2 separate regions of the Rattus norvegicus genome follow, and region 2 is linked to region 1. Evidence: chromatin contacts called from public Hi-C data. All regions are on one chromosome and are shown on one strand. The core of a region is the stretch at or near the end of the contact, and the rest is flanking DNA. Distances in the headings are between cores, read along the strand shown. Region 1 holds the start of Ier5 (immediate early response 5). Region 2 overlaps Kiaa1614 (KIAA1614 homolog).

Evidence for each region. Hi-C and Micro-C count contacts between places; a contact is called where the count stands out from the background.
Region 2: a Hi-C map of prefrontal cortex shows a contact between it and region 1, with 2.1 times the contacts expected there. The contact joins the enhancer-like site here to the promoter of Ier5 in region 1. A contact is called at or near these places in 5 of 12 Hi-C or Micro-C datasets (the A7r5 cell line, Schwann cells, frontal cortex and 2 more).

The regions. Positions count from the first base shown.
Region 1 is chr13:69,819,593-69,824,728 of GRCr8, forward strand. It overlaps Ier5 (immediate early response 5), which reads right to left and starts at 2,950. Exons shown (of 1, transcript NM_001025137.3): 1 at 858-2,950. The coding sequence starts at 2,764. The coding sequence ends at 1,838.
Region 2 is chr13:69,938,850-69,943,782 of GRCr8, forward strand. Kiaa1614 (KIAA1614 homolog) reads right to left here. Exons shown (of 10, transcript NM_001427644.1): 10 at 379-1,618. The coding sequence ends at 1,425. Among named protein-coding and RNA genes, the nearest start is that of Kiaa1614, 30 kb to the right of the region's middle. Within about 2 kb of position 3,047, at least 20 of the 93 cell types and tissues checked have an H3K27ac peak or open chromatin away from gene starts, as enhancers often do. A contact at or near this core is called in prefrontal cortex, where this site is marked.

The DNA of each region.
Region 1 (5,136 bases), core at 1,700-4,199:
AAGAACTAGCAATTATATTTAAAACTGAGTGTCTAATTGGTTTGCTCCTAAGAGATTACCTCTTAAGTACTGAACGTTTTGCCTCAGACAAAACGGTCTCTTTAAATTGTCTTGGCTGTCATCTGTTTATCGTGACCAAAACCACTTATGTCATCATGTAGGGTGACAAGAGCAAATCAGGAAGTTCTGCTACATGAGAATTAAATTTACCCAACCTTCCTTAGTCTCCTTCTCTGGTTTGATACACATAATTTCACTTTCAACATTTACTTTCTACAACTGAAGACAAATGTCAGCCTTGACATCTAATGGAACACGAGTGATGAACCTGAACATTTAGAGAAGTCAATCTCATCGGTTTCTTCATGACTGGTCCTACTAAGACCTCTAAAGTTGCTTTCTAAACCCCACTCCCACCCCAATTCAAATCTACAAAGTGACCCATGGTCTAATAGATTACCAGATCTGTTTAGGAAACAAAGTTTTGGTGGAAATACTTGATATTGGAAAGGCTGTAAAACTTGGCGTTTAGTATTATTTAATATTAAAGATTCCATCAAGTCAAACTATAGAAAACCATGACTACAGAGAAAGCTGTTTCAGTGGCAGGTTTCAAACTGCCAGTCATTAATTCCAGTATCTATTAGTCCTGTGAATGGGGATGTGCGTGAAAACAAAAAAACCAAACCAAACCCTTAAACGTGTCTCTCTTGATACTTATTCTAGTCAGCCAACAATGTCCCTAGCCTGTGACTGGCTGATACGAAGAACCACACCTTCCATTTCCCAGCCTGGCTGCCCCTCCCCCCACCTGGTTGGAAACCCAGACAAGTGATTACATACATACAAGCAGGTAGTGGAGTTGCTTCAAAATATTTAATACGTGTTAGACACGTAAAGTTACATTTTTATACAAAAATCAATACAGAGGAGGAGAAAATACTGTACAAAAACCTTATCAGCTCCCCCAACCTTTATACAACAAAGACTGGAGTCACCGTATCTACAAAACCATAAGGTCCTTCCACTTAGAGCTCGTCTGTAAACTTTGTTTCATTAAACACTTTTTAAAAGCACTGTGTAGTAAGTTCTGAGCTAGAGCTTTTAAAAATATATCTTTTTCTCTATAAACTCCATATTTCCAAGCTTGAACTCTTCTGTGAAGTTCAGCAAGCTTTTTTTCCCCTGTGGGGAATTGAAGGTCCCTTAATGTTCTGCTTTCCCAGAGTAATCACAGGGTAGAAGCGCTTCTTCTGTGCCAGAGAAAGATGGGGAGGAAGAAAAATAATACAAGTCTCTACTCCAGACGAACTCCCTCTAGTCTGGGGAAATCCTGTGAGAAAACGCCACTCCGCGCCCCGGTGTGGTCCTAGCTTTCAGGAGAGAGGTTGTGTGTAAAGTCCCTCTCTTCCCCAAGATCGATCGGGGAACTCCCCTGTCTCGAACCTTTCAGCAGCTTCCTTTTCTGTGCTGCTGGCAGAGGAAAGTCCCTGTTTGCACCCCCAAAGTCTCGAGAACGGGGAAGGGGTGGTGCATTCCAGAACCACAGAATCGTCTCAACACAAGACAAACTTACACATGGACACACACTGATACAAAAGTTAACGATCGATCGTCCTCTTCCAATAAGCCTCCCACTCTAGGTCTCAGGATGAGACTCGAGAGCCACGGCCCAGCCGGGCTGCCCCTTCCGGGGCGATGTGCTGCCCGGCAGCAACCAGTCTCCCTTACGCGCCCAGCGCCTACGGTCTCGGCTCGTCCTCGCGGCCGGGAAAGGCCCCGGCCGCACTTCGGGGACTCCCGCTGCTCAAGCTCCAGCCGCTCAGGTCCCGGGGGATCAGAAGGCCACGATGGCTGTGCTCCAGGGGCTCATGTCTCTCAGAACCGGCTTGTCGCAGCAGATCTGCCCGGGCTCGGAGGCTTCCGGGCCGCCCTCCTCCGCCTCCTCTTCCTCCCGCCCGGCCGCAGGGCTTTTCCGTAAGAGTCCCGAGAAGCTAGACCCGAAGATGCTGATGAGGTTTGCCACGTTCCCGGTTTCCATCTCCTCGTCGGTGTCCTCCTCGTCGGTGACCGGCTGCTCCTCGGAGTTCCGGCGCGGCTTCTTGAGAGGGGTAGAGCCGGGCGCGGAGCAGCCCGCGCGGCCGCCACCCACTCCCGCTGCGCCACGCTTCCTGGGACACGGGGCGGCTGGCGCCGGGGACCCGTTCTCTGAGGACCGCTCCTCCACGGCCGACGGACAGCCACACGGGCGGCGCAGTGCCCGGGGCCCCTCGGAGCACGCGTCCGAGCTGCCTCCAGAAGGCGCCACGCGCGGACGTTCCACGCGGCCCCAAGCAGCTGCCGCCGAGTCCTCCTCTCCGCCCCGTAGAGCGTCCTCCGCTCCGGACACCGCGGCCACCGGTTCTGGGCTTCCCGCTCCCGGCGTGTGGCACACCGAGGGACGCTGAGGCTGAGGCTGAGGCTGCGGCTCGGGCTCCGGCCAGGCGGCGCGGGCGACCGGTGGGGGCGGCTCTCCCCAGCCAGATGGTGGCCCCGCTACCGGCTCTCCGGGCTGCTGTGGCGGCGGTACCGCCGGGGTCCCCGCAGGGCCGGCCAGGTAGAGGCCAGGGCAGGGGTCACTCAAGTAGACTTGGCGGGCGCTGCGCAGCACTAACGACACCAAGAGGTTCTTGTGCAGCTTGATGCCGCCGCGCTGGACCCGCGAGTTGTAGATCTTGCCCAGGGAGATGCTGACGATACGGTGAGCCTCCAGCTTGAACTCCATCCTGCCTCCTCTTCCAGACGACGGGGTGAACGCCTGCTTGCCTTCTAAAGCTGAGAGAGGCGCGAGAGGCAGGAACAGGTTCGCCTCTGTGGTTGTACCCTCAGCGTGTGAAAGCTCGGTGGAGAAAAGATCTAGTGATGCGTAGTTCCCTCCGCCTTTTCTCCTCAGTCAACAGACCCGTTCTGGGCCAGCCTCTAAACTGAGCGGTGCGGGGCCACACCGCGGTTTATATATGCTCCGCGAACGCCAATCACAAAGCGCCGCCAACCGTTCTGGGCGGGCCGATGCGCCTCGTGCGCCACCCCCGGCCAATCAGAGGCAGAGGAGGAGCCCCGGGGCCGGTTCAAACGTTAGTCCCGCGGAGCAAGCTCTTAAAGGGGGAGATCGCAGGCGACCCTTTGATCAAGTGCGGTGGGATTTGTGTTCTGAGCGGGTGATGTGGTAGAACGAAGCACACAGAACTGTTTGTAGTTAGGAATTCCGCTTTGTGAAGTACATTGGCACACTGTAAGGAACCGAACTATTGGGGCTTTCATCCGTTTAGTGTGTTGGAATCTACTGCACAATAAAGTTCGGTTCCTTTCATGAGCAATTTCCAGCTGCTTACAGCTGGTACAGCTGTAACTTCTGGTCATTCTTGGCAGAAACGGAAGCGATGGCAATATATGACAACTACCACGATATATTTGAGATATTATTTTGGAGTTAGTCCCTTTCCCATTAGCGTTACACTCAGCATTTGACTACAAACAAAAAGGGGAGTTTATAGAAATTTCCAAGCTTCTGCTTTATCAAGGAACAGAATTCAGGCACAAAGTTATTGGTTCTCGTCCAAAGCTGGCATATTTCATTCCATTCCTCAGATTCTCAGTTGTCAGTATAGATTAAATGAAGATGTTACCTACTTTTCCACAATGGTTTTGTCTGTTTAAAAAAATGCACAGTAAGTAATTGATCTATTCTTGGGGAAATCTAGTAAGTTCTAAAAATACAAATAAAGAAGTTCTGGTTCCCCATATTGATTATGTAAATTTGTTTTGTGTCAAGTATGGGCAAAAGTTCCTAAAATTTTCCTGGTTAGTCAATGTAGTCCATCCACTGAGTCTTACAAATTCCTGTCAAAAAGACCACGACAAGATGGTACTGGTGCCTGATGACTCAGTAAATTGCCTCATGGCCCTTTAGTTTCAAATCTAAAAAGGAAAAATCATGTATATACCTTCTTTATTATACAGAAGATAAATGACAGCTCCCAGAGGTAATCTAAATAATAAAATTAACCACAGCTTACACAGAGTCTATTAGTGTGAAAAGTTTACCTCATCCTACAGTAGGGTTTTCCTAACCAATGTATTTATGTAGAAGAAACACTAGTGAGGTAGGCTTGATTAGAGCTGGTTAACAACTAGGATGCGCTCAGATATGATGCTTTGGGGTGCTAGCTTTGGCCATTATCCCTGCTATAACTGAAGCCCAGGGTTCCCCCCTTCCAGGAATTCTCAGTCCACATAGAGAAGGAGAGAAAACATTTATAACATGTAGCAACCACAACGTATGGTCAGTAATAACATGAGGTTCTTCTCCATTTTCTCTCCTTAAAAAAATTTTTTTACAAATATTTATTGAATATTGAAATCCAAGTCTGCATCTAGATCCTGACCACTCACCCTTAAAACAACAGAGGGGTGTGTGTGTGTGTGTGTGTGTGTGTGTGTGTGTGTGTCCCTTCAGGTTTCCTAAGGAATGCAGTCCAGTGAGGTTCTGATGGAACCCACTGTATTACAAATGACCTATACTCATGAGGACACAGTGTATCTGGTAATGCTGTATCTCACAGATATATTTATCAACGCCATGTAGTAAGTGGTACTTGAACTCACGTATGGAGATAGCCCATGTTCCTAACACAGCTTGTTTAAATTTACAGGCTGACTGACAGTACATCTGGGGTAGAGCCTGACAACCTAGTCCTTTCAAAGCTTTGTTTCTTTCATCAGCGCTTCTTTAAAAAAATATTAATTTATTTAGTTTGTGTTTTTTGAGACAGGGTTTTTCTGGCTGTCCTGTCCTGGAACTAGCTCTGTAGACCAAGCTAGACTCGAACTCAGAGACCTGCCTGCCGCTGCCTCCTTATGCTGGGACTAAAGGTGTGTACCACTATGCCCACTGAGCATTCTGACTTTATTAAAAAAAAAACCAAAAAACAAAAACAAAAAAACAAAGTCCATCAGTTCCATTCCTACCCCAATTTTCTGATAAACCCAGAAATAATGGGGTTTTCAGATTGTCCTAATAAGGCTTAGGAACATCTTGAAAGGGCCAAGGCCTCAGGCCTCACCAGACTTCCACTGGGAAAAGTGTGAGAACTTTTA
Region 2 (4,933 bases), core at 1,797-4,296, 120 kb after region 1:
CTCAGCAACACTCAGTGGCTTCCTTGTCTGATAAAAACTGCCCATGACACTCGTGTCAGCCCAATCCAGATGAAAGATGTTTTGTTTTGTTTTTTAACCATAGCTGGCACTGTGGCAAGTTCCAAAGCAGCTGTGCCCAACACCACCTAGCCCAAGGTTCTTAGCTCTGTTCTCTCCGATCTCAGCCTTGCCAGGGCTCCTGTATGACTCAAGTTCTGCAGGGCCTTCTGCAACTACCCTGGCCGTGACCCTACCCTTGCAGGCCTCCTTGCATGTCCCCTCCAAATGTCCCCTGGCTATACCTGTACCCATCTGCGCCTGCCCTGCCCCAGACCTCTTAGGGCTGGTAGAGATGAAGTGGAAACAGAATCCAGCAACTCCAGTGGAAGCAGCTTTGGCTTTTTAATAATTTAAGACTGACACCTGTCCAGGCATCTAGAGTCCTGAACCCTTGAGCAGCGTCTGAGCTGAGCAGACTGCCCTATGCCTAGGTGGGATGGCCACCCCCCACCCCCCGCTCACAGCCTCCCTACCTGCTGCCCACCCACAGCTGCCACCAGGGAGGTCTGGATAGAAACCCTGCAGCTGGGGGACAGCCAGACACCAGCTGCAGCCCTGTCTCCAAGCTGGACAAGAGAACAAAGACCAAGGCCCGCCCAGGCCAGGCCACAACTAGGCAGGGGTGGAGGCAAAGAGTGGGCTGGGCTGACCCCCCACATCCTTCGTACCATGGCCATACTTGCTGCAAATGGCAATAGTTTCATTTTTCAACTTTGTGTTGGTCGTAAAAATTCCTAGTAATTCTTAATACTCTGGCTCCCAGATTCTTTCAGAAGTTCGCATACCCAGAAGGGGCACAGAGCTCCTGACAGGCCATACTTCACAGAACACACAGTTAGGAATGTGTGCTCCTGGCTGTCAGGCTGTGCCAAGACACTGAGCCCTTTCTGGATCAGAAGCAAAGTGTCATATGGGAACCAAGCAAGCTACGGCTGAAAGAGATGGGGCGCAAAGCCAATGTGGCCACGCTGTGTCTGGTGTGCTGGGGGCTGGGGAGCCTTTTCAGCGAGTGTGGCCAAAAGCTGAAGCTGGCTCTCAAGGGCCAGCTTTCAAGGGCCAACTCAAGGATTAGTCAGTTGCTGTCCTCTCTAGCTCCAACAAAGGAACATGGCAACTTCTGTGAAGGAAGAAACCAGTATTCCCTGTCCCCAGACCTGTATAAATTAGTATCCTGAATGGGCACAGGTACCTCTTCCTACAGGTGGCCCATCAGAACAGCTTCTGCCACACCCAGACAGAGGCTGATCTGTGAACTGCATTTTACATTCATGGTATCTCTGGGTGGCACGTTTCTAGCCCCTCCTACTGTGTGTGTGGGTCAGGGGTCCTGAAGGAGCATCAGCAAGAACAGCAGTACTTCTGGGTCACTGGGGGACAGGCCGTTGTCTCAAGACACGAATCGACAAGCTCTCCACACGCACCAGCAGCTCGTTGATGTGAGCCAAGCCCAGCCCAGCAACCTTGGCCCCGTTCATCTCCAGGATCTCATCCCCTACCCCAAGGAGCCCTGAGTACAGCTTGGCCGTATCCAGGTCAGCCATGTCCTGCACATACAGCCCTGTAAAGGAAAGGGAGGCGGGATGAGAAATCATGCAGAAAACAGTGACATGCCCCTTACAACTGATATCATGTGTCCCCTGTAATCCCCTACCCCACACTTAACCTCATTTCTCTGTGGCCTCTTTCAAAACAGCAAAACCCATGCAAATGATGCTTGAAGACGTTATCCATCTTCTGTTTAGTACGAAGGAACTAATCTTACCCTTTTCTGATAGCAGCTTTTCGGATAGCAGTGTGCACTGTGCTGCTCAAGTGACCCAGGCCCAAAGGCCAAGGCAGGGGACACGTCACTGGAGTATGAAGAGACCAAATCTGGTCCAGAGTCCCTGGCCTCAGGGTCACTCAGTTCCTCACTTGGGCTTTGGTGGCATGTGGCCAAAGTCCATGGAAAATAGATGCCCACATCTACAATGTACTTGCCTGTTTCTTGCACCCTTCGCTCTACCACTCCAAGAGGCTCACCCTGGCCAGCATGATCATTTCTTGGGTTGTAAAATGATCAAACCTGTCAGGGACTCGTGGCTGGCTCCCAAGAAAGCCGTGTTGTAGGAGAGGCCATGGGGGCTTGGGCTGACAAGGCAGGTCTCCAGCCACTGCTGCCACAGCAGTGTCCACCTGAGAGCTGGGCATCTCTGGGGTTCTCCGTCAGCTGCCCTGAGCTGACAGCATATATGGGAGGTTCCTCTGGGGAAAGCTGGAGCCCACTACCATTCTCTCTGTGCGAGCACAGCCAGCCGCTAAGGACAGAGGGGGACAGCCTTTGCGAGTGGCTCTCCAGCAGCTGACAACACAGTGGGGTCTGGGGACAGGTGAGCAGTCCTGACCCCTTCACATAGTGGCTGTCCACATGATACCTTCTCCCAGGCCTTTCCCTAGTCAGGTGCTTGGCACTGGCAGGATGTCTGTTCTGGTGCGTCCATCTCTGGCTTGCAGCATCGTGGACTGTGGGAGGTGGTACCTTGCCTTATGGACCCAGAGGCTCCCCCTTCATTGTAGCCCTGGGTCCCAGAGAAGCCAGCCTCTGAATATGGAGTCTACAAGTCCTTTACTAAAGGTCTGTGGCTATTTGACCCATTTGTCTGAAGTGTGGCTGTCCCTTTTGGAGCCTTTCCATTGAGGCCCCGTCTCCAAATAACCAAGTGCTTACAGTTCTTTGGCAGAAGGCTTTCCCAGTGAGATCCCACCCTGTCCTTGGTCTCCTTTCGTGCTGCTTGAACAGCTAACCTGCTGGGTCTACAGGCTGGTGGCAGGGAGAGCAGAGCCACCCCTACCTCCCATGGGAACCCACAGGAGTGTTTGGTATGCAGCAGGAGAGGCAGGTGGGGAGGAATGACAAAACCCAAAAGAGTGTAGCCACCCAGACCAGACACTGACGTCACTGCAGCCATTTTAGGGAGACCTGGGTAGGCTTCCCAGCTGAAATCGTGACTGGGAGGCAACTCTGGCACATGGTCTGCTGGAGACAGCCTTTGTTAAGGATGTTAGACGCCTATGTGGTAGCTGGTTAGAAGCAGAAGGCAGGGCCTGCTGTTTTCGTGGGTGTGGTGTCAGATGAGATACGTGCCACATTCCTGACTCAGCTTAGCAAGGGGCCAGGGCAGCCCCAGACCACGGCTCCTCTCCTCCGAGGCACAGGGAACTGGCCTAAGCAGGTAGAGGAAGGCCTGAGGTAGAGTGCCAGCAGCCACCACACTGCCTAGCGTGAGACCCCTGTGTGACATATGGTGGCCAAATACAGCAGCAAGAGCGGCGCACCACCTAGTCAGCCTGGATGGCACTCAGTCTGGCTTCCTAAATGTCAGTTCCCTGTTTGCACTGACATCTGACTCTCCCTAGGTCCAGACTGGGGAGGCCCACACCATTCCCAACCACACATGTTTCCTCCCTCCCTCCCTCCCTCCCTCCCTCCCTCCCTCCCTCCCCCCTCTTTCTGTCTCCCTCCCAACTCTCCCAGAAAGTTCAGGTCCCACTAACTGCAATGCAGTCAAATTATAGGCTCCCCCCCCCCACCATCTCCATGGCGACCCTCATGCCATCTGCCATTTGCTCTGTCTCCTGGACTCTAGACATCAGGTCAGTGCCCTTTCCTGTCCCGTTGTGTATTCTCAGCACAGCTAGCTAGCACCTGTCTGTTCTAAAATCTCTTCCAGTAGATGAAGGTGGATCCTCTCCCACTCGGTGAGAAAACTCCAGGTCTCTTAGGACAGGACAGCCTGCAGCCTGCAGCCTCTCTGAGCTCAGCTCCCAGCCAACCTGGTTTCCCTAATGGCAAGGACCATGGCCCTTTAGGACCTTCACACTTGGTTGCCCCTCTCCTCGACTCTCATCTCCTGACCCCACATAGCTCCCCCCTTCTTCTGTCCTGCCTCCACTCGAGTGTCATCTCAAGCCTGTCTACCCAGTTCCGGCCATGCCTGTTTTATTAATCTCTGCTTTTGGGTGCCTTTCACTATGCCGCGCCTGTGATAGAAAACATATGAAACAAACATGTAGTTCTGGCCTGGCACCCTTGCTGGAGTGCACACTTGTGAGGTCTGCTGCGCTGTGACCCCGGCATCCACGAGCCTTACAAGCAGGCACCTGGCACATTCACTGACAGAAGCTGAGTGGTGAACAACAGGGCAGGGGCTAGCACACACGCTGTGCTGCAGAAGCGGCAGCAGGAGGGCTTTCACAGTTAGACAGCCTTGGCCTAGGAGACAGTCGAGCAGGAAGGACTACCTCCCCTCGGCAGGGCACAGCAGCACAGGCTCCTGGGCTTCTCTTCTCAAGTCATCCCTCCCTCCTCTGCCCAGTCTCCCCGAAGCTAAGCCTACCCTGGGGATAGCTTTCAGGGGTTCTTGTACCCAAACACATTCAGGACCATGGGCTTAGCCTGGGCAGGTCAGGTTGCCATGAAGGATTCCTGGATGTAGAGGGGCCAAGAAGTAGTCAGAACTCACCAATATTGCTATTGAATTATCTTACAGTGGGCAACCGAGCCAGGCACCTGGAGCCACCGTCCATGTGAACAAAGCCTCCAGGAGCTGGGGAGGGAGGACTGTGGACAGGACTGCAGACAGGCAGGCCCACTCCACAAGCCCAGACACACCAGCTGGAGGACCGGACGGTTGGAATACATCAACCACATCAAAGCAAAAGCAGAGAACTGGCATGCACAGACAGTTTTCCTCTGCCCCTCTGGAACAGCCTTGAAGGCGCTGATCTCAAGATGTCACAGGGCGGCTGGGGGACATTGGAGTCAAATCTGCCAGCTCCACCCCCTCAGCAGGGGCGGCTCCTGGGACCTGGCACCCAGGAAGAACTTCTGGAA